Linked DNA regions of Mus musculus: all the other regions are linked to region 1. Evidence: chromatin contacts called from public Hi-C and HiChIP or PLAC-seq data. All regions are on one chromosome and are shown on one strand. Each heading gives the region's core, a stretch centred on a gene start, on an enhancer-like site or on the middle of the called end of the contact. The rest is flanking DNA. Distances are from core to core; before and after follow the strand shown.

What was found. A called contact is a pair of places that touch in the nucleus more often than the background predicts. HiChIP or PLAC-seq counts read pairs in DNA pulled down with a chosen protein or histone mark.
Region 2: an HNF4G HiChIP or PLAC-seq map of pancreatic cancer cells shows a contact between it and region 1. The contact joins the promoter of Rab3gap1 here to the enhancer-like site in region 1. A contact is called at or near these places in 1 of 39 promoter capture datasets (embryonic stem cells), 3 of 115 datasets of contacts at active chromatin or transcription factors (double positive thymocytes, memory CD8 T cells and pancreatic cancer cells) and 3 of 9 other capture datasets (adipose tissue, liver and pancreatic islet).
Region 3: a Hi-C map of cortical neurons shows a contact between it and region 1, with 3 times the contacts expected there. The contact joins two enhancer-like sites. A contact is called at or near these places in 1 of 39 promoter capture datasets (hippocampal neurons), 7 of 484 Hi-C or Micro-C datasets (bone marrow-derived macrophages, cerebral cortex, cortical neurons and 3 more), 4 of 115 datasets of contacts at active chromatin or transcription factors (the HPC-7 cell line, the NIH/3T3 cell line, memory CD8 T cells and 1 more) and 3 of 9 other capture datasets (adipose tissue, liver and pancreatic islet).

Annotation. Positions count from the first base shown.
Region 1 is chr1:127,973,762-127,977,397 of GRCm38.p6, reverse strand. Zranb3 (zinc finger, RAN-binding domain containing 3) reads left to right here. Exons shown (of 21, transcript NM_027678.3): 13 at 854-1,259. Among named protein-coding and RNA genes, the nearest start is that of Gm28800, 15 kb to the right of the region's middle. Within about 2 kb of position 1,472, at least 88 of the 459 cell types and tissues checked have an H3K27ac peak or open chromatin away from gene starts, as enhancers often do. A contact at or near this core is called in adipose tissue, cortical neurons and pancreatic cancer cells, where this site is marked.
Region 2 is chr1:127,866,905-127,870,073 of GRCm38.p6, reverse strand. Rab3gap1 (RAB3 GTPase activating protein subunit 1) reads right to left here and starts at 1,301. Exons shown (of 24, transcript NM_178690.4): 1 at 1,245-1,301; 2 at 1,094-1,149. The coding sequence starts at 1,262.
Region 3 is chr1:128,074,940-128,078,474 of GRCm38.p6, reverse strand. All of the region lies in intron 2 of Zranb3 (zinc finger, RAN-binding domain containing 3), which reads left to right. Among named protein-coding and RNA genes, the nearest start is that of Zranb3, 26 kb to the left of the region's middle. Within about 2 kb of position 1,419, at least 38 of the 459 cell types and tissues checked have an H3K27ac peak or open chromatin away from gene starts, as enhancers often do. A contact at or near this core is called in cortical neurons, where this site is marked.

The DNA.
Region 1 (3,636 bases), core at 223-2,722:
AATAAGGAAAGACAAAATGGAAAGGAAGAAATTATCAAAGAAATCATGAAAATGTACAAGAGGAAAAATGTTATTCACGTGGCATAGAGTATCCTGAGTGCAAGTAGAATTTTGAGGCATATACTTATAGATTATATAGACACAGATAGATGTACGTAATTATGAAGTTTTAGAATACTAAGTTAGAAGTTAATGAAACCCTTAAAAACAAAGGAAAGCTTTTCTTTTTTCATTTGTGGGTGTCAGTGTGCTTTGTGTCTGTGTGTTTGTATGTTTGCGGGTATGTGAAATACATGTGGGAGTGCACATTCATGTGTATGCATATGCATGTAGTAGTCAGAATAAATATTTTAATGCTATTTGAAAAATGTTTCCTGGTCAGTATAATGTTTTAATATGAGTGTCATGTAGTTTATATACAATGTGTTTACAATTTGGCCATGGAAGTATTTTTCTAGGTTTTTGACTTAAAATACTATTTTATTTGCTAAAATTTCTACATATGCAATTCCCCTTTTTACCAGATGCACATCTAAGGAAGATAGTGTATAAAGTATATTTCTATTTTATAACTTCTCTATCTAATTTCCTCACCCGAAGCCTCCTTCACGGGGCTAGCATAAGGGTTGAATGAGTTCAGCACACAGTACGTGCTAAGCAAAGACACATAGGAAGTATGTGGCTATATCCATTCAGTGCATGACTGTGTTCATTCCACTGAGTTATGTGTATTTATGAAGAGTGACACTATAATTGGATTCATTTCCAGTCAGTCTGGTTAATGAAAATGCTAAGTTCTTTCATTTAGGAAGAACAGTTGTTTCCCCATTTCATAACTGTTGGCTGATTTCAGTTTGAAAAAGAGAAACAGCATGATATTCGATCATTCTTCTTACCAAAACTGAAAAAGAGACAGTTAGAAACGACCTGTGATGACCCAGAGGCATTCAAGGAGAAGATTACAGTGGCCTCGGACCCTAGAAAAATGGCTACAAGTGATAGCACTGCTGACAAAAATGGGTGTGAGCCTGAAGCTAAAAGGTTGAAGTCCCTGAGCACCGAGGACCACAGCAGTGCCCTGGAGGAAGGACCGTCCTTGCAAGCCAGAGCCACATCCATGGAAGTTGTCCATGAGGTCAAGCCCCCATTGGCTTCTCCAGCCCTTCCTGAGAAGGGATGGCAGTGTGGCTTCTGCACATTCCTCAACAACCCAGGCCTTCCATACTGTGAGATGTGTGAGAACCCTCGGAGCAGAGCTGGTGAGTGTACGGAAGGTGGGGATGAGGCTGGCAGGGAGGGTGCCCTAAAGACCACCCAAGCCTTTGGGTAGTAATGTTACAGAAGTGCCTCATGACTCAGCAGGGCCTACAGCCCTTAAAATCGAATAAGAAGTTCCCTGAGTAAAGACTGTCGATTCATCCCCTGTGGAATGTGAATGACTCCTGGTTCTGTCAAGAATATATATTCTGAGTGCCACTGGCTTGGCATTAACTTGGCACAAATGGGCATTTCTGAATAATGTCAACAGGATGTGAGCTCAGTGGGCAGGAGAAGCCTTGTTGCTATGGTAGCAAATGTGCTGCCCATCACAGACCTGCTGTTATGAAAGAAGTAGATATTCTTGTTTTTTAAGGAAATGAGATGGTTTTTATATTTAAATAGAATCATTTTGTAACTACTTGGCCTGCTCAGTATTCATTGTGCCATATTTCTTCCTTGACAACTCATAAGCTCTTCTTCAGGTCTTATTAAAAGAATCTAACCAATACATGCATGCAGAATAAATACAATGTAACAGAAAAATATCAGAAATATTAGTATTCTCACTGTTTTCAGTTCCAGAGAATATTTTTATGGCAATGAAAAAATGCCACATTGACAGTTCTGGAAACTAGAAATAGGTTATTTTAACAATGGTATAGTTGTTCACAGTGGTTCTCCTCTATATTCATTCTTCTAACAGCAGGCTCTAACCAGGACAGAACTAAGAGACTCTAATGTTATAGTTTCCCCACCCCTCCTCCTCTCAGTGTTAATCCGAAGGAATACAGAACCTGAGTCTTTCCTCTCTCACTTCTGAGAGCTCTATCAAAATTGACAAGTGGCCGTCTGGGTAGCTGTATTTGTTATGTGGGCACCTGTTCTCTGAAACAAAACTAGAACCACACACTCTCTCCATGTGATGTCCTTGCCACAGTTAACATGACCCCCTGCAATCCCAGCTGGTGCAATCAAAATAAAGCAACTTGTAAAGTTAGCTCACAGCAAGAGTAGAAAGTGACTAGCTTAGGAAAAAAAAAAATCCTAGTTTATTATGTGTTTGATAGTTCTCATTTTCCCTTTTGATGCTAGGAACAACAGTGAAAGTTTCTAGACCTATGATTGAATAAGCAGCCTGCCAAGAAACCTGAAGAAATAAACTCCAGTTGTGAGCGTGAAGTAGCCTGCTTAGGGAAAAGATAAGAGTTTCAAGTAACAGTGCGTTTCAACACGACAGTGCTCAGGTTTACATTATTACAATTGGCATAATGAGCTGGTACCTTGATTTGTTTGTACCCACAAGGTATTAAAGGGCAGAATGAATACTAATTAAAATTTTAATATTGCTTTCTTAAAACTCTTGAAGAAACAGTAGAATCCAAAAGCATTAAAGGAGCCATATGGTTGCTGCAGTTTGTGAAAGCTGCTTTGAAATCAATAGGGCATAGTATACACTGAATGATAATATCAACAACCAACAGCTGAAATTGCCCAACTTTATATCTCTGATTTGAGTGCCAGAGTGGTTTTATCCAATGTAACCTACAAAATCTTTCTGCTTTGGTACCCAGTGGGGCCCTCAAGGTTAACATGTTCCAGGCTAGAATTCTTAGGGCTGAAGAGGTAGTCAGCTTCTTGCTGCATAAGCATTAAGATCCAAGTCTGAGGCATGGTGCTGCCTTTAATCCTAGCAGTTGAGAGTCAGAGCCAGGTGGATCTCTGAGTTTGGTATACAGAGTGAGCCCAGACAGCTAGGACTACACAGAGAAACTGTGTCTTAGTGGTGGTGGTTGGGGGCGGGGGTGGGGGGAGCCCAAGTTTGAATCTTAGCACCTACACAGAAGGCAGGTACAGCATACATCCCCACCCTGGGAACGTTGAGAAAGACAGATTTCTGGAACTCACCAGCTGGCTAGCCAGCAAAGCTAAATCAGTTAACTCTGGGTTCAATGAGAGACCAAAATAAAGTGGAAAATTACTGAAGAAGACACCAGATGTCAACCTTTGGTGCGCAGGCGGGCTTGTCTGGGCTATACTTCTAGAGGACCCAGAATCCCATCACCCACATGGCTTTAACTGGACAACAGTCTTTGACTGCAGTCCCAGAGAATTTGATACCATCTTCTGGCCTCCACGAACCCTGTACACAAATGGTGCAATGACATGGATGCAGGTAAAATATCCATATGCATTAAATGAAAATAAATTTAAAAATTTGAAAATAGTATCAATGGTATCTTTGATCTCCTCACCTTCTCTCAATTGTTAAACTCCAAAATTCATGACTATACCAACGCCTAGGCCTGTTGCTGCCACTGAAAGCCATTAGCAGCTTTATAAGACCGAGTAGCATCCTCCACTCTTCCCCTTTGGAAT
Region 2 (3,169 bases), core at 52-2,551, 110 kb after region 1:
TCTTAAGGCAGTACCTCTTAGATTGCTCAGGCTGGTCTTAATTCCTTAGCTCAAGTGATCCGCCTCAGCCTTGCCAGTAGTCACTATTATACACAGGTGCCACGTCACCCAGCTTCCATTTCCCTCCCCAATTTCAAAGCAGGCATTTCCTATCTTTTCCCTACAAAAATGTCTCCAACAATTTTGTAGTCCACGTTTTCCCTACTTAACTAGTTCTTTGTAGTTAGTACCAACTGGCTTACATTTTAACTATTTGTTGGAGTTTTTAAAAGGTATATAGATTTCCCTGATCTTAGGATAGTTCAGGGCACACAGTACTTCCTCATAAAGTCTTGCTAGTGTGTTAAGTCTTACTGACTCGATGAAGTGTGGGGATGGGAACACAAGTCAAACTACTATTTCAAAGATCTTTTATATCTTCCTATGCCACCAACTGATATGAGAGCCACACATTTGTAAAGCCTACAAGCACTGCAACAATAACCTCAATAGCTAGCTATCAAGCCAACAAACTTAGTTTTCAACTCACTCAGGTGATAAAACATGTTCGCCTTAATGCAGTTGTTCATCTGAATTTGACAAGCTCGGGAAGTCTGGGCACAGGACCAAGTTTAAAATGTAACGCTGTGAATCAAAACATTCCAAAGACGTATGTAAACATACTATTTATAAGTATGAAATAGTAGAATTTTAATTTTTTAATTTCTCGAAGACAGGATAACGATGGTAAGAGGATGACAGATGAACAGTCATCGGTACGCTAAAAGTCTCTTCCAATAAACACAGGAAGAAAACACAGCAGCTGCTTAGCTGACGGCTTTGATGACAACTGAGGCAAATTGACATGAAAGCATAAGACCCGGGGACGACCTCGGAAATGGTTTTCTGTGCCAGGGAAGTGATCTGGAAGTCAACACAACTTGTTTTAAAGGCGGAGTCTGAAGGTTGGTCTGACCTGTCTGTATGATTGATGCGGAAAAAGCCAAAGTTGCCGTGGCGCGGAAGAAGAGACGAAGCGTGGGCGTCTCCCTCCGAACCAGCGTCACCTGTGTGATGCCGCCCGGGGCCAGACAGGACCAAACACACTACTCACCTCTCCCACTCCGAGGCTGTGGTGAAGTCTGTGATCTCAAACACTTCGGACTCGGGCTGCGGGGACAGAGAAGAGCACAGACAGTAAGCTGCGGGCCACTGACGTCGGCGGCAGAACTCTGTGACAGAGGCACCCAGGGCGCAGAACTCACCTCACTGTCCGCCGCCATCTTGCGGAGCGGAGCGTCAGGCCCCGCGCGAAGGCTGTCGGGAAGAAGGGAGCTAGGAGGAGGGCACTGAGTGGCCGTGGGCGGGGCCTCGGTGGGTGGTGGGTGGGGCCCCGAAGCGGGCCCGCCTACAAAGGGCCTGCTGGAAGGTGGGAAGACCTTTTTCCTCCAGACAGAAAGATCTTAGTGTGGCATACGCTCTTCTTCAAGGTGGTTTAGTAATATTTTTTTTAAAATTCTGTTGGGGCTAGAGGGATAACTGTGCAGTTAAGACTACCCGCTGCGCTTTCACAAGACCTATGTTCGATTTCCAGCACCTGCATAGCAGTTCACAACCATTTGTGATTTCAGTCCAAAGGGATCCTGTACCTGCTTCTGGCCTCGACTGACACCAGGCATGCACGTGCTGCACAAACAGATTTACATGCTGACGAAACACTCATGCACATGAAATAAAATTAACAAGTATTGTTTAAAGAATTAAAAGTAAAAATAATAAGAGTATTTTGTAGACTCAAGAAGAGCTGATGAGCCGAGCGTGGTGGCACACACCTTTAATCCCAGCACTCGGGAGGCAGAGGCAGGCAGATTTCTGAGTTCGAGGCCAGCCTGGTCTACAAAGTGAGTTCCAGGACAGCCAGGGCTACACAGAAAAACCCTGTCTCGGAAGAAAAAAAACAACCAAACAAACAAAAAACAACAACAACAAAAAACAAAAACAAACTGATGAACATTTTGAAATTGTTACATGACATTCACATCCACAGATGTATTGGGCTACATTCATAAATATCTTGGGGCATATGTAGTCCTATATGGCAAAGACCCTAGATATGCATGGTCACAATTGTATTTAAAAACCTCTTTGAGTTTTCATTCAAATGGGTTTTTTTTTAGATTTATTTATTCATTTTATGTATATGATTACACTAGAATGTGTATGAGTATATTTATTTTATGTATATGAGTATACCAGAAAAGGGCATCAGATCCCATTACAGATGGTTGTGAGCCACCTTGTGATTGCTGGCATTTGAACTCAGAACCTTTGGAAGAGCACTCTTAACCACTGAGCCATCTCTCAAGCCCTTGGTTTTGTTCTTGAGATAGGGTTCATAAGCCAGCCTCACACGCCTTGTGGTGAGAAGAGCGAACTGGAATTCTGATCCTCTTGCCTCCTTTTGAGTATCCTGACTGCAGTCATGTAGCACCGTCTTGGATTGTATGGTGTGGTGGTAAAGACAGAAGCGAGGACCATGCATGCTAGGCAAAAGCTCTACCAACAGAACTACATCCTCAGCTCTTGTTCAAACTTTACAACTCATAAACACTGACCAAGATCCTTAAACCCACTGTCTCCTTTCCTAACCCCAGGAAAAGAAAATCTATACAACTAAACTTATTGTTTTAAAAAGCAGCCAGGCATGGAAGTGCATGCCTTTAATCCCAGCACTCAGGAGACAGAGGCAGGCAGATCTCTGTTAATTCAAGGCAAGCCTGGCCTACAAAGTGAGACCAGGACAGCCAGGGCTCTGTTACACAGAGAAACTCTTGTCTTGAAAAACAAAACAAAAAATAAACAAAACCAAACAACATCATACAAGTTACATATACTCTGAGAAGAACATACTATTTGATGAGTGCTTTACTTTTTAAACCACTGAAGGACAGGAGTGCTAACTAGCAGTTGGAATTCTGTTGGGGACTGTAGAGATGGCTCAGCAGTTAAGAGTACTGACTGTTGTTACAGAGGACCCCAACTCTGTCCCCAGCATCCACGTGGCTACATACAACGCTCCATACTTCTAGTTCTAGGGGACTCAGCACCCTCTTCTGACTTCTATAGTAAACAGAAATGCACACAGTGCACAAATACACATGCAGACAAAATAATTATATACATAAAAATT
Region 3 (3,535 bases), core at 170-2,669, 100 kb before region 1:
AACCAGAACTGAACAGTGAGACTGGTTAAGAGTTCTTGCTACTCTTCCAGAGGACCTGGGTTTGGGTCCCAGTGCCCACATTAATCACAACTGCCTCTGACTCCTGCTCTGGGTATCTAATACCACCCACTGGCACATATACTTACATGCACATACACACACATGGATGCACACATACATAGAATCAAATATAAAATCTTAAACAATAAAGTTATGTTTTGTTACAGTTTACATATTTTCTAAATATATTTTCCTAAATTAATTATTATTTAGCATTAAAATATACTGGAGTGCTTCTTTGAAGCCAAAGAGCTTCGTTACTGACATGATAATAATTTGGTTGTTTATACGTTTTGAAAAATATTAAAATGTTCCAAGTTACCATATTCTTTAAATAACACTGGGTAAAATGTTATCTCTGAAGTGTTGGCTTGTGAGTAGGAGGGAAATTATACATTACTGTGTTATATAAAACTGACTCATGAGTGGGTGAAAGATCCTGAGAATACCAGGACACCCACACTAGAAAAAGCCAATATGTGCTGTTCCTCTTTATACCATGTTCCAACAGTCTGCTTAATGAAATACTGTTCATTAAACAAATCTCAGTAATTTCTTCATTGCCTTGGTGAGTATGCTTTTTTAAAAAATGAAATAAAAATTTTAAATCTTGAAACTTGTTCATAAGACAGAAAGCTTAATTTCATATTTGAAGTAATTTGCTGTGCTTCCATTTTTTGTTTTTGTTTTTTACTTAAAAATCAAAAGAATAAAGCAAACTAACATTGAAAGTATTTTAGGATATCTTTAAATTAAAATATCAGTACATTAAGTAATGTTTTTAGAAAATCAGATCCCCAATCTGATAAACAGATTAAGCTATTTTACTGACTGTATCATATATTGTTCATGCCTCATATTCAGTCTTTTTGATAATTTAATTTTAATAACAGCACACTTCTGCATGGTAGCATTAAATAGTTCTCTGTTGCCCAAAAATGTTGGATATCACAACAGGCTTTCTCTTTATGGAGAGCTTTCTGGTGTTCGTTTCTTTTTGGTTGGTTGATTTGGTTATAGGTTGTTGTTCTTCTCAAGCAACAGTAAAGTGAAAGGTTATTACAGAACGGAAGCACGGTGAGTTACCTCAGAAGCAGAATGACTGTAGGCGGAAGTAGAGTCGGCCAAGTAGCTACACAAGCAAAGATGTACATTTCATTTTGTGGAGAAGAGTTTGAATATTCATATCCTTTCAGGAAAGATTTTGAATATTGATGGTTTTGTTGGTGAGAAAGAGACTTATTGTTCATGCTTCCTTTACATAGGCCTCAAAATTAACATATTACGGAGAGGGTTTAATGAGGCAGTCAGATTCATAGCCATCTTAGCAGTCACTGGTCTGAATCAGTTTGCCCTTGGCTTCCTGTTTCTCTACCCACTTACCCACGAAGTAGAGTTGCCCACCTGTTGCCTGGAGTGTGAAGCCTGGTAGTTTTGTTTGTTCTCACATTGTAGCTACTGCTGCAGAGCCAGCAGCTAGGGTCCTACACTGTATCCCCACAGGATTTCTTTCTTCTTAATCTTAGGGGTACAGGTCCACTTGTAGGTCTGTTGAAAGCTTGCATGGGACTGTTAACCGTACTGCTGGAAAAACAGAGCTCCCTGAATGCCTGTTCCAAGGGCCTAGTGACAGGGCTTAGATTTTCATACTTGTCATTAACTTGAGATGGAATTGTTTGTATCCTAGAGGACACAAATTTCACCAAAAGTCTAAAAGACTGCTAACAATATTATTCCCATTAGAAGTCCTGAGAGGCATAGAAACCAAGTTACTCCATGTAGTAAAGCTCTTGCTTCCCTATGATAAACCTGGTGTTTGGATGTGGGCAGCAAAGCATTATTGTGAGATTCGTTTTAAAGATGTTAAATTATTTGTGTAGATAGTTGTGTGTGAGGAGGGGGAATTGATTTTCTCAAATTAAGGTTGAAATACCTTGCTTCCTTTCTGGGATGACTTCAAATAAGTATATGATTCCCTGGTATTTTGGGCACAGAGAGGCTCTTGGGAGACAGAACTGAATGACAGTGGCTTGTAGTCAATAAGTTCATTGCCCGATAGTAGAACATACACAAAAACTGTGCTATAATGTAATAGACGTCACAGTGGAAGTGTGTTGACAGCATACAGAGTATCCTGACTGCATCTGGAAGCCAGAGTCTGGTCTGGAACTAATTCTTAGAGGACTATCCCAAACTGGATCTTTAAGGTTGAATATGCATTTACTAATTGAATAACATGGGATATAGGAAAGGAACTTTCATGAGATACTTGAAGGCAAAAGGAACATAGCACGTAGAGAGATTTGTTAAAGGGGAATATAGGTGTTATTCTAGAGGGTTTTTTTTTTCTCTTATTTTTATACAATAGCTTTTTTCACAATTATGTATGTGTGTGTGTATGTATGTATGTATGTATGTATGTATGTATGTATGTGTGTGTGTCCACGCCCCTGATTACAGGATTTCCCTATGTTGTATAAACCACCCTTCAATGTCCTATATAGTCCAACTGGTCTTGAACTTGAAATCCTACTGCCTCAGTCTCCTAAGTCTTGAGATTGCTATTACCATATATTTTAAAGATGTAAATTAGGCACAAGATTAATTTATTAGCATGTAGTCTGTTAAGGTGGTAGCCCTGCTTTGTGTGCTAGAAAACTAAGGCACAGAGGTAAGCTGCTTTCGTTATGCTTACCAGCAGCAGTGCTGAAAGCTGCATCCTTTTCCTTACAGAGCATGAGCTTAAAGAACTCATCACTGCTCATGGGGCTGAGAACAGGGGCTGAGAACAGCACAAAATGAGGCTGGCAGCTTGTTCATGAAGAACTAGAGGAAAGTAGCTGGAAGCTGGGAAAGCAAAGCAAGGGCCAGAAAAGATTTCTGTTTCTTTTTACAATGGCAAAGCTTAGCATGTGTGAATGCTAATAAAAATTATTCAGCAAAGAGAAGAAGAAACAGGTCAAAGAAGAGATCGTCAGTACTGAACTATTACGAGAATGTAAGAAGAAACATCTAGAATACTGAGTTAGACTGTGCTTGAGGGAATACAGTGTAGGATGGAAGGAGATGAGTGTGGTGTATATACTGCGCTAAGGCTGACATTGCCAATCTAACTGGCTAGTTTATCTCTGGTCAGCTGTTGAGACTGCTTTGCTTGTACATAGAGTAATTTAGGTAATCATTGATATAAAACAAATCCTCTCTCATCACAGTTTTCCTTTCCACAATTTTAATTGCAACAATTGTGATATGAAATTATTAAATGGACATTTTAGAAGTGAATAATTCATAGGTATGAGATCACATGACATTCTGAAGTAATACAGGGAAATCTTGCAACATGCTGTCCTAACCCATCCAGGATGTGAACCTTCTTTTTTTTCCCAGTATGTCTAATGTATACACTTCGCCCCTGTTAGCCACTTGATAGCCATATTGGTTTTCAGATCCATTGTCACAGAATTATGGTTCTTGT